Linked DNA regions of Canis lupus: region 2 is linked to region 1. A link is a contact called in public Hi-C data. All regions are on one chromosome and are shown on one strand. The core of a region is the stretch at or near the end of the contact, and the rest is flanking DNA. Distances in the headings are between cores, read along the strand shown. Region 1 holds the start of ENTPD6 (ectonucleoside triphosphate diphosphohydrolase 6). Region 2 holds the start of ABHD12 (lysophosphatidylserine lipase ABHD12).

Region 1 (5,316 bases), core at 1,501-4,000:
AATTAACCTTTGCATTCCTTCAATAAATATTTATTGGGCATTGTCTTGGCTTGGGTTTCCCCAAAGGCAGTCTGAGATAGGAGTTTAGATGTAAGTAGTTTATTTGGGAAAGGGGGCCCAGGAAGAAGGAATAGTCCACCCAAGGGGCTGGGCATGACTGAACTGGTTACCACTGTGGGCAACTGATGCTCAATCCAACTCCCATAAAGCATGGAGGGCTGAAGCATTCAACCCCAATGAGTTAAGGGGTAACTTGCCTGAACTTCGGCTGTGCCTGCTCTCAGGGCTGCCAAAGTTCTAAAGCAAGCTCTATAAGAGGAGAGCAAAGAGCTACTTGAGGTGGCAGCATTTATGGGAGCTCTCCACTACCACCAGAGAGCTGAAGATAGAAGTGGGCTGAGGGAATAAAGTAACAATAGAGTTTCCTGCAGTTACCTACCACATGCCAGGCAGAGTGCTAGGGGCTGGCCATGCAACAACCATAAGGACAAAACACTTCCTTGCTTTCATAGAACTTACCTTGCAGTATGATATGAAGAATATACCAATGTACAAATCAGTAAATAAATAATGATGGGTTTGAAAAGCACTATGAAGTAAACAAAGAAAAGAACTACTCTAGATAAAATTGAAGAGATGACATTTGAGTTGAGTCTTAAATGATGAGTAAGAAGCCATGTCTCAGTCCATTCAGACTGTTATAACAAAAATACCATGAACTGGGTGGTTTATAAATAGCAAACATGTATTTCCCACAGTTCTGGGGGCTTGGGAGGCTAAGATCAAGGCACTGGCAGATTCTGTTTCTAGGGGCTGGCTTCCTCAGAGGGCTGCCTTCTCACTGTGACTGCACGTGACAGAAGGGGCAAGGAACTGTCTGGGGTCTCTTTTATAAGGGCACTAATCACATTCATCTCCCAAAGGCCCACCTCCTAATACTATCATCTTCAGGGGTATGATATGAACATATGAATTTGGGGAGTACACATTCAAACAATAGCAGTTTTTTTTTTTTTTTAATAGCAGTTGTCTAAAGAAAAACCTGGGGGAAGAGCTCTCCAAGCACTGAATGGCATATGCAAAAGTCCATGTCAGTAAAATTGACAAATTCTAGAAACTCTAGGAGTGAAATATGGTGAAGGTGATGTTATTTTTGAGTGAGGAAGACAGAAGCAAGGCCACCACAGTTCCACGAATAGAGATTTCAAATGTTAGAATAAATGTAAATTGAAACTGTATATGAGAATTCTTAGAACAGTTGAATTGGCAAAGATCCAAAGGTTTGTAAAGATCTCACTGGTGAAAACACGGGGAAACCACGCTCCTATACATTACTGTGGATGTGTCAGTTAGGGCATTGTGTAAGGAGCAGTGTAGTCACATGTATCTAATATTTAAAGAAAAAGGGACAGAACATGAGAGAGAGAATCCTAACCCTGGGAAACGAATTAGGGGGGGTGGAAGGGGAGGTGGGGGGGGTGACTGGGTGACAGGCACTGAGGGGGCACTTGATGGGATGAGCACTGGGTGTTATTCTATATGTTGGCAAATTGAACACCAATGAAAAATAAACTTATATTGAAAAAAAAAAGAAAAAGGGCTGAGGGGACACATCCTTTACCACAGAAATTCTAAGAATTTCTCCTATAAGATATACCCACACATGCACACAATAATAGTCCTCCAGGATCCTGTAGCATTATTCATAATAGCGAGCAACTGGAACAAAGGACCACATGAGCAAACTGCTGTATAAAACAAATTTCAGCGGTTTGGCCCGGTGAAGGAGGGTAGCATCCGACCAGGTGCTCACGGTGACCACCTGCCGGGCGCCCACTCCTGGTATGTGCCTGTTGTCCCTCCATCCCGTCTGGTTGGTATCCACTCTGGTTAGCATCCACTCACTCTCACAAGTGCCACCATCCTGAGCACAGACAGGAGCAGAGAGTGGGTCAGGAGCCCGCTGAGTGGGTCAGGGGCCCAGGGGCCGGCTGAGGACCGCCCCAGGGTCTCCCCCCTCCTCCGCCTGCGAGTCCGAGGCCGCCCCACAGGAGGCACAAGCGCTGGCCACGGTCGCAGGCAGCCCAGCCGCAGGGCAGCGGGCACGCAGCTCCCGCCGGGGCACAGCCGCGGGGCCTGAGTGGAGGACATCTGGGAAGACCCACTCCCAGGACCCTTCAGTAAGCTGGGGCCTGCGTGGACGACTGACCCAAGTCAGGACCTGGCCACCTCGGCATCTCCTGTTAGAGTTAGGAGAATGGGGGTCGAGAACAGGAGATTCGCCGCGCACCTGTTCTGCCGTAGTTGCATTTTCTATCACTACCACCTTGTGGGGAGTGGGGGTGCTCCAGGTGTGCAAGGACCCCAGGGAAGTTCACGGCTGCTCAAGGTCGGGTGGTGAGGTCATGGGGGTAAGCACAGCACGCTCTGCCGCGCAGAGGGACCCCTAGAGCTGGGACAGGAGCGGAACGCAGCCGGCGGGGCCGCACTGCGGCACTGACGGCCCCGCCGGCCAAGACCTCAGGCCCAGCTGACCCCAGCAGCCGCCCCCTGACACTAAACCACGCCACCCAGCGGCGCGAAAACCACGGCCGCGCCTGCGCACCGGGGCTCCCCAGGCCCCGCCCACACGCCGCGCCTGCGCACCGGGGCTCCCCAGGCCCCGCCCACACGCCGCGCCTGCGCACCGGGGCTCCCCAGGCCCCGCCCACACGCCGCGCCTGCGCGGGCCCCAACGCCCGGCTCCGCCCTCCCCGGGACGCGCCGTGCACGTGGGCGGGGCCCAGGCTCGGGGATCCGCGGGCTGGCGGCCTGTGGGCGGAGGCCGTGGTGGCGCCGGCCCCGAGCTGGAGCTGCGAAGGTTCTTCGGTCGCCCTCCGGCTCCCGGGAAACGGAATTCCCTCCGCGGAGGGGCGGAGGGGACTGCAGGGTAAGGGCGGGCCGGGGGCGCGCGGGGCTGGCGGGGTACGCTGCGGGAGAGGGCTCGGGTGCGGCGGGTCGGGGCCGCGGGGTGCGGAGCCTTCCACCTGCCGGCTCCTCCGTCTCCAGCAGCGGGGCCCGCAGGCGCCTCAGGGTCGTTCCTGCCGTCCCGTCCGGGCTCCTGCAGTCGTCCCGGACCCGACTGTGCCGACCCGTGAGTGTCCTGGAGGCGGTGGGGGGCCGCAGGGACCCTGCTGACCTGCTGCTGCGCTCCTCCCCTCGGCTTGGCCGACCCGTTCCCAGCGCGGGGCCGGTTGCACGAGGTCCGGGAGGGAAAGGACGGGCGGCCCAGTGAGGGAGCCCGGGTAGCGGACAAGACAAGACCGTGTCCTCTGACAGGGCAGCACATGCAGGGACAGTAAGCTCTGGGATTGCTGTGCGACCAGGAGAGCGCACGGGGCGCTCGAGGTGGGCGCCAGCAGTGCTCCAGGGAGGGGCCCTGAGTGGACACAGCTGGACGCTGGGCTCCACGCCCTTCAGGAGAAAGCCCTGAAGAGTCGAGAGAGTAAAAGGGAAGGGAGAGATGAGCAGGGGGCCCTTGCGGGAAAGGTAGTTTATCTTAAGTCCAGCTAGGAGCCATAGAATGGTTTTAAAGGCTGGAAGAGGGGACCCCTGGGTGGCGCAGCGGTTTGGCGCCTGCCTTTGGCCCAGGGCGCGATCCTGGAGACCCGGAATCGAATCCCACGTCGGGCTCCCGGTGCATGGAGCCTGCTTCTCCCTCTGCCTGTGTCTCTGCCTCTCTCTCTCTCTCTTTGTGTGTGACTATCATAAATAAATAAATAAAATTAAAAAAAAAAAAAAGGCTGGAAGAAAACCTGGATTGTTTTTGTAGATCATGACGGGCACAGCCCCGCATATCCCGGGCATCCACTCAAAAGAGGTAAGTCACCCAGAAGTTCAGGGTAGCTCCAGTTGTCCTTCCAGACACATTCCAGGATCATGCATACCAAGCCCCACATCTTCCATCCTTCAGGATCCTGTGTAGGTCATAGCCCATAGCCCCTCAGTGAGGGAATCTGAAACTTTAGGTTCCTTCGGACGGGTGAATAGCAACTGTGATTACAAGGGCTTTCTGACCCACTGCAAGAGCCATGATGGATGGGGGATGAGGGTTTGTCCTGGGGAGGTTGTTCTGTTGACCCTACCAATACATGAACAAGGTTGGGGGCGGGGAGCATAGTAGTATAAATCCAGGAATTGTTTTCTGTCCCACTCCCCCTGCCCTCATAAGCATCAGTTGTCTAATATGATGTCTCTCCCTTGTGGAACCTCACATGAAAAACCAGAGGGGGACAGCCATGTAAAGAGATCTGCAAGAGCTTCCCCGCCCACTCTGTCTTGTGAAAAGGAAACAACTGGTGGTGTTAACTGGGCTGACTCATGTATGTATCCTTTCTCCCCCCCCCCCCCCCCCCCCCCCCGGAGAAAGAGATAAAAGCCCATTTAAACCTACCAGGAGAGTAAGTAGTGGTTTGTTAATGTTTAATTTTGGATAGGTTTTTAGCATATGTGGTGGTCATTTTGCATATATGGCTCTTTTATGTACTTAACTGAAAACCTTGAAGAAACTGGCCAACAGATTAGCCACTGATCCAAATCAGATAGAGCTTATGTTCCAAGAGCCACCTACCTTCCCCAGCTCCTAGAAAGCTAGCTGGGAGCAAGGCTTACCAAGCCAAACCTCTGTTGACCTTTGTGCCCCAGCCTACTCCCTATTCCCTGCCTGATAGCCTTGTTCTAGACTCTCTCTCTTTAAAGGACAAAAATCAAACTGAATAACAATTCAGGTCCTGAGTGGACCTCTAGGGAGGACCTGATCGACATATTTAGACTGTGGTGTTAGTGGTGCCCATGGAAATGCGATTTGCCCCTTCGTAAATTATCTTATAGTCTTAGTAGGTGAAACTGGCCTTTAGGTTTGGGCCTCCAGGTCATGGAGCCAGGTTGTTCCTGGCTCTGTGCTCCCTAAATGTTATTTTCTGTTTGGACTGTTTATGTTATGCTGAGCTTGTTGGTCTATAACTGTAACGATTATAGGCATGTAACTTCATGTATTTTTTTGGTTGTCTGAAGTAGTCTTAACATTAATAGAGAAAGTGAAGTGATGGAGCACATTTGATGTGGAGACAGAAGCCAGAAAGTCTTGTCTGTACCTTACCACATGCCAGCTGTGTGATTACAGACAAGTCTGTTTTCAAATATTCCTGGGCCTTGGCACTGTTGTATGATAATAAGTTGTTGCCTGTTGTGTGGTATAAGTGCCAGCCTTGTAAGCCTCTGCTAACAGGATATAGCTTATGTAAAGGATAATTTTTTTAGTTTAATAAAAAGCAACCT
Region 2 (5,316 bases), core at 1,686-4,185, 190 kb after region 1:
TTGTTAATTTTGATAAATATAAAGAATTTTTGATAAATATAGCAATGAGATTATATATATTTCAAAAGTCCCTATTTAAGCTATACTGTGAAGTAGCTATGTATAAAATTGTTTTAAAATATTCTAGTCCCCCATCCTACAAAAATATGGAGGGAGGAGAGACAAATGATTCAAGATCAGCAAAAAATGGCTGTTTAAGAAGACCTGATGGATATACATCGAGGTTCATTATATTGTCTTCCCTTTTGTTTATCTGAAATGTGCCAAACAAAGGCAAGTCATGAGAGACCCAAAGGTATACAATAGGCTTATAAAAACACACAAAAATTGCCACCTAACAATTAAAAATGCAAAATTTTAAGCTACAAATCAGATGTCATTTTCATCAATCAGGTAGAAAAAAAGATTAAAATATTTGAGAACATTAAGTATTGACAGGAAGGGGAGGCAATTGACACTGCTGGGGAAAGTACCCATCAGTACATTGGAGGGCACTTTGGCCTCACCTTTCAAAATTATAAACACACACTCCTTGGTCCAGCAATTCCACTTCTTAGTTATCTACTCTACGTATACTATTTGAATACGTATTTTCTGCCACCTACTATGTTCATGCACTGGAGACAGAAAAATGGAAGAAACAATGGCCCTGCTCTCTTAGGGCTTCCATTCTTATAGGGGAGGAGACAACTAATAAAGCAAGTCAAGTACACAGACAATTGCAAGGTCAAGAGAGAGAGATAAAAGTGTGATGATAAAAGCAAATAGAACACGGGCGTTGGGAGTGGCAAGAAGTCTATTTTGAATGGGCTGGTCTCAGGGAGGGCCTCTCTGAGGATGTGACAGTTGAGCAGAGACCTGGGTGAAGGAGAAAACAAAAGGAGACGAATGTCCAGGAGAGCATTCCAAGAAATAGGGAAGGAAGACATGGGGTAACACAAATTTGGCTTTCCTGCCATCTGCTTTTCTTTTTATCACCTAAGAGCCCTTCATTCCTCCAAAGGATATGAGTACCAATTGAATATCTTTCTCCTGATACAAAAAAACAAAAACAAAAACAAAAACAAAGCATATCATTTTAATACCGTACATCTTTCCAGGAAGGTACCAGGCCAGCACTGTTTCCCCCAAACACTAATGTGCCTAACAATTTCATTTCTTCAAAGAAAGAATTCCCAAACTTATCTAGGTGTTAGATAAAAACCGATTAAACAAACAAACAAAAAACCCCACAAAAGTACATCAAAGCTACTTATGAGTCTTTAGTGCAGATAACCTTTCCACAAAAAGAGAACAAATTAGTTTCACAAAAGACACTGAGCAGTGTAAAGATAACTTTACACACACACACACAGACACACACAAATACTGTCAGTTCTTGCCCTTCAGGAAGAATGTTAACAGAGGAGAGACTACAATTCGTTCCATGACTTTTTAAACAATGAGGTTAAAATATTAAAGTGTCTATTTGGATACATATTTCTATTTTTTTCAATTTCATGATCTTTTAGGCAATGATATTTTTAGGGACTATTTGGATAAATATTTGACACTGAAGCAGCCAGCGTCAATTAAGGACATTCCAGTTGACCCCAAAAGAAATGACTCTGCAACACCTGAGAACGTTACATACTAACTTCTTCAAAACCGTGAAAGATCCAGATTTCAAAACTGCCTTGAATGATACGTTCTGAGAACAGCCAGATTAATTATGGAGCCAGCATACGGGGAGAAATTTGTCCCTATGAAATACACTACCTTAGTCTTGAAATCAACTCTACCTGGACACATTCATCCCCTACTCAGAGGGAGAAATCAAAACGCTAGAAGACTTCCAGATTCTCCAACTCTAGATTCTCCGTGTAGACAAATTTCAAGCACCACTAGCCATCCGCACACCCACCCACAGGTTTCCCTCCAACAGCTGAGGATGCGGCATACCCTTGGCGACAGCACACCATTTAACCTTTCCCCCAAAGGCCTCATTAGTTCTGGGCAGAGAATGCCACTTCTTGACAACTAGTTACCGGAGAAACTCAGCAAAGTGAGAACCGGGACCAGGTAAGCTTCCGCAGACGCCAGCCCAGCGCGAGGGGCGGTGGGTCCTGAGCTCCCTGCAGAGCTGAGGCGAAGGATCCCAGCTGCCCGGATCTGCAGCCCACCGCTCCGCGTCCCCCCTTCCTTGCGGGGCGTCCGGGGGCCGCAGCAGGGGCGCCCCCGGGCCCTCCCCCACTCCTCCCCCGCGCCGGGTGGCGACCGCCCGCGGCTCGCAGCCCCTGGGAGGGACGCTGGTCCAGCCCGCGGACGGGGTCCCACTGGTCACCCGGGAAGGGTAGGGGCGCGGCGCTGGGCTCCACGGGGGGCCGGAGGGGGGCACCGGAGGGTGGAAGGACGGTCGGGGCGCTCCCGCAGGCAGGTACCTGAGGGAAGGATGCCCGCGGGCCACACCTGCGGGCCAGGCGAGGGAGAGCGGCGGAGGGAGGCTGGGAGAGGACGCCGGAGGGTGGAGGGTCGGCGGGGGGCGCTCCCATCAGCAAGAACCTCGCGGAGAGGCGGGGGCCCAGGGGCTGCGTGCCTGCCAGGTCTGGCCGGCCCCGGCGCCCCACCTCACCTGCCCAGCGCCCGCTTCATGCCCGCGTCCGCGGCGCAGCGCGGCTCCGAGGGCCCCTTGCCCGCCAGGCGCAGCTTCTGTTTCAGGCGGCAGGCGGCGTCCAGCGCCGCGGCGGCCGAGCCGGAGGAGGATGAGCCCGAGGCGGCGCAGCGCTCATGCTCCAAGGCGACGGGCTCGGCCCGCTTCCTCATCCCGCGGCCGACACGGCCAGCTGCCGACGGTGCCCGCTCGCTTCGCCCGCCCGCGCCGCAGTCGCAGTCGCCGCCACTCACGGGAGCCGCAGCCGCCGGGAGCCCGCAGCCCCTAGCATCCCAGCCCCAGGCCGCGGCGGCGGCCGTACGGACCGGCGCCCGGGACGGGGCAGCCGCGCCGGCCAATCAGCGCCCGGCTCCCGTCGGCCCCGCCCCCGCCGTGCTTCCGCGGGGAGCGCGCCCCGCGACGCCGGCGCACACCTGCGGCCATTTTGGAGAAGGGCGGCCGAAGCCTTGCAGGGCGTCACGGTGCGGGCAGGGCCAGGGGACCAGTGATGCTGGCGGGGATGGGCTGGTGGGCGCAGGGGCGGGGTTGCCTGAGCCGGGGTCCCCGGCGCCGCGAGCGGACGCGCCTGGCTCTGCCCCGGGTCGAGGGCCCGCGCCGCGGGGACAGCTGGCTCTTCCATCTCCCGCTCTGGCTCGGGTTCACTAGGGCTGGAGACCCAGTGGGAGGGAACCCCTCGGAAACCTGTTTATGAGGACAGAAAGCAGAAGGTAACAAACCACCATCCTCATGATTTATAACTATTTTTCCCACAACAGTTTACTTTGAAAAATATGCTTTTAGGTACTTTTTGTTGGACACAAGCATATAAGTAATTTAACTTTTAACTTTGGGGCTGAACATATGAAAACCGAATTAAACAATTTACTTCTTAAAAACCATTTCATTTGAGATTTTTGTGAAGCATTTTAGTAGCAGCTGGTGGCGGTCCGCCTTGCTGCGCACTCAATGAGTCAAACTTGATTTGGGCTTGTAGGTTCCAGCCCTGGATTGGGTGTGGGGATTACTTAAAAATCTTAAAAAAAAAAAAAAAAAAAAAAACTATATCAAATGTGAAACCCAAGTTAAGAACTAATTCAACTCATCTCACAAAGAGTAGTTTCACACAGTTAATTTTACAGCTTTGGCATTCTTTAATATGGCATTATTTCTTAGAAACGATCTACAACTGAGAGATTTGCTTACTTATTATAAAGTGAACTTTCACCATTTCAACATTTGTGTCACTTGAAAACTATTGGCAACTGATAATTTAAAATCAATTAGAAATGCTTTTATAGGGATCCTGGGGTGGATCAGCAGTTTACGCCTGCCTTGGGCCCAGGGTGTGATCCTGCAGTCTTGGGATCGAGTCCAACATCAGGCTCCTTGCATGGAGCCTGCTTCTCCCAATGCCTGTGTCTCTGTCTCTCTCTCTCTCTCTCTCTCTCTCTCTCTGTTTCTCATGAATAAATAAAATCTTAAAAAAAAAAAAGAAATGCTTTTATAAAATCAATAGCTCCTATTAGCTTTGTAATGATACTTGTAAATTGCCAAAGAATTTCATTGACTGTGGTACAGAAATTCCACAACCAGCGTTCATAATTGTGTGGATATCTTCAAATACTCATTTTGAATTTATTTAAAGGTTTTATTTATTTATTTATGAGAGACACACAGAGAGGGTAGAGGGTCGACGGAGGGGCACTCTCATCAGCAAGAAACTCACGGAGAGGAGGGGGCCCAGGGACTGTGGCAGAGACACAGGCAGAGGGAGAAGCAGGCTTCCCTCAAGGAGCCCCATGTCCCCAGGCATCCCCTCTTTTAGAATTTAAATGGTGAATTCTTTAAAGTGTTATACCAACACATATTGGAGATTAGGAATCCAGAAACTGAGTTTAAAAAAAAAAAATTTGACCCTATTACTCACAAAATCCTCTTTAATAGAAAAAAAAAGCAAAGTGAGGGATATTGAACCTGGCTGGCATTAGGCCTAGTCTTCAGCTCTTGGTCCTGGAGGGGCGAAGGGCCAGGCCACTCCAAGGTAGACACTTTGGCTTGATTATTTTGAGCTGAAGGCCATCAAGACCCTATGGACTTCCTCCCTATGGAAGAAGCTTTTTGTCCCTCCCTTAACTACACAGGAGAATCTAAATTGGAGTCTTTCCCAGAATAATGTTTATTACCAGAGACAAATTTTACCTGAGTGACCCATCTATATGGCAAGGCAAGCATTTAATTACCAGACTTCAGCCTGTGACTTGCATTCTTTCCCTTCAAAGTCCCAGACCCCTACCGGATTCTCTTTAGTTCAAGATAATATATAACTTTATTTTGCCCAATTGTCCTTGGAATTTCCATATCAATGTGAATTTCCTGTAGGCAGGAAACTAAGTTTGATTTTCTCCTATTAATCTGTCCTATAGCAATTTGGTTCTTAATACAGAAGAGGACCTAGAAGGGGACAGGAAGTTCTTGCTCTCTGATATTCCACATTCACTGTCCATGTGGTCTGTTTTTAAATACAACCCTACACTGATGACACCCACATTGTATCTCTAGTCCACACTCCTTCCTTGAATTGCAGGTTCCTCTAATGGTTTACTCATTCACTCATTTCACCTAAAGTTATGTTCAAAGCTGAGCTCCCAACTCTTTCCCCACCCCTACTCCATGTGTAACCTTCCTGC

The links. Hi-C and Micro-C count contacts between places; a contact is called where the count stands out from the background.
Region 2: a Hi-C map of blood shows a contact between it and region 1, with 2.9 times the contacts expected there. The contact joins the promoter of ABHD12 here to the promoter of ENTPD6 in region 1. A contact is called at or near these places in 2 of 9 Hi-C or Micro-C datasets (both in blood).

What each region holds. Positions count from the first base shown.
Region 1 is chr23:1,545,327-1,550,642 of UU_Cfam_GSD_1.0, forward strand. ENTPD6 (ectonucleoside triphosphate diphosphohydrolase 6) reads left to right here and starts at 2,751. Exons shown (of 14, transcript XM_038570224.1): 1 at 2,751-2,929.
Region 2 is chr23:1,733,009-1,738,324 of UU_Cfam_GSD_1.0, forward strand. It overlaps ABHD12 (lysophosphatidylserine lipase ABHD12), which reads right to left and starts at 2,936. Exons shown (of 13, transcript XM_038570229.1): 1 at 2,884-2,936. The coding sequence starts at 2,921.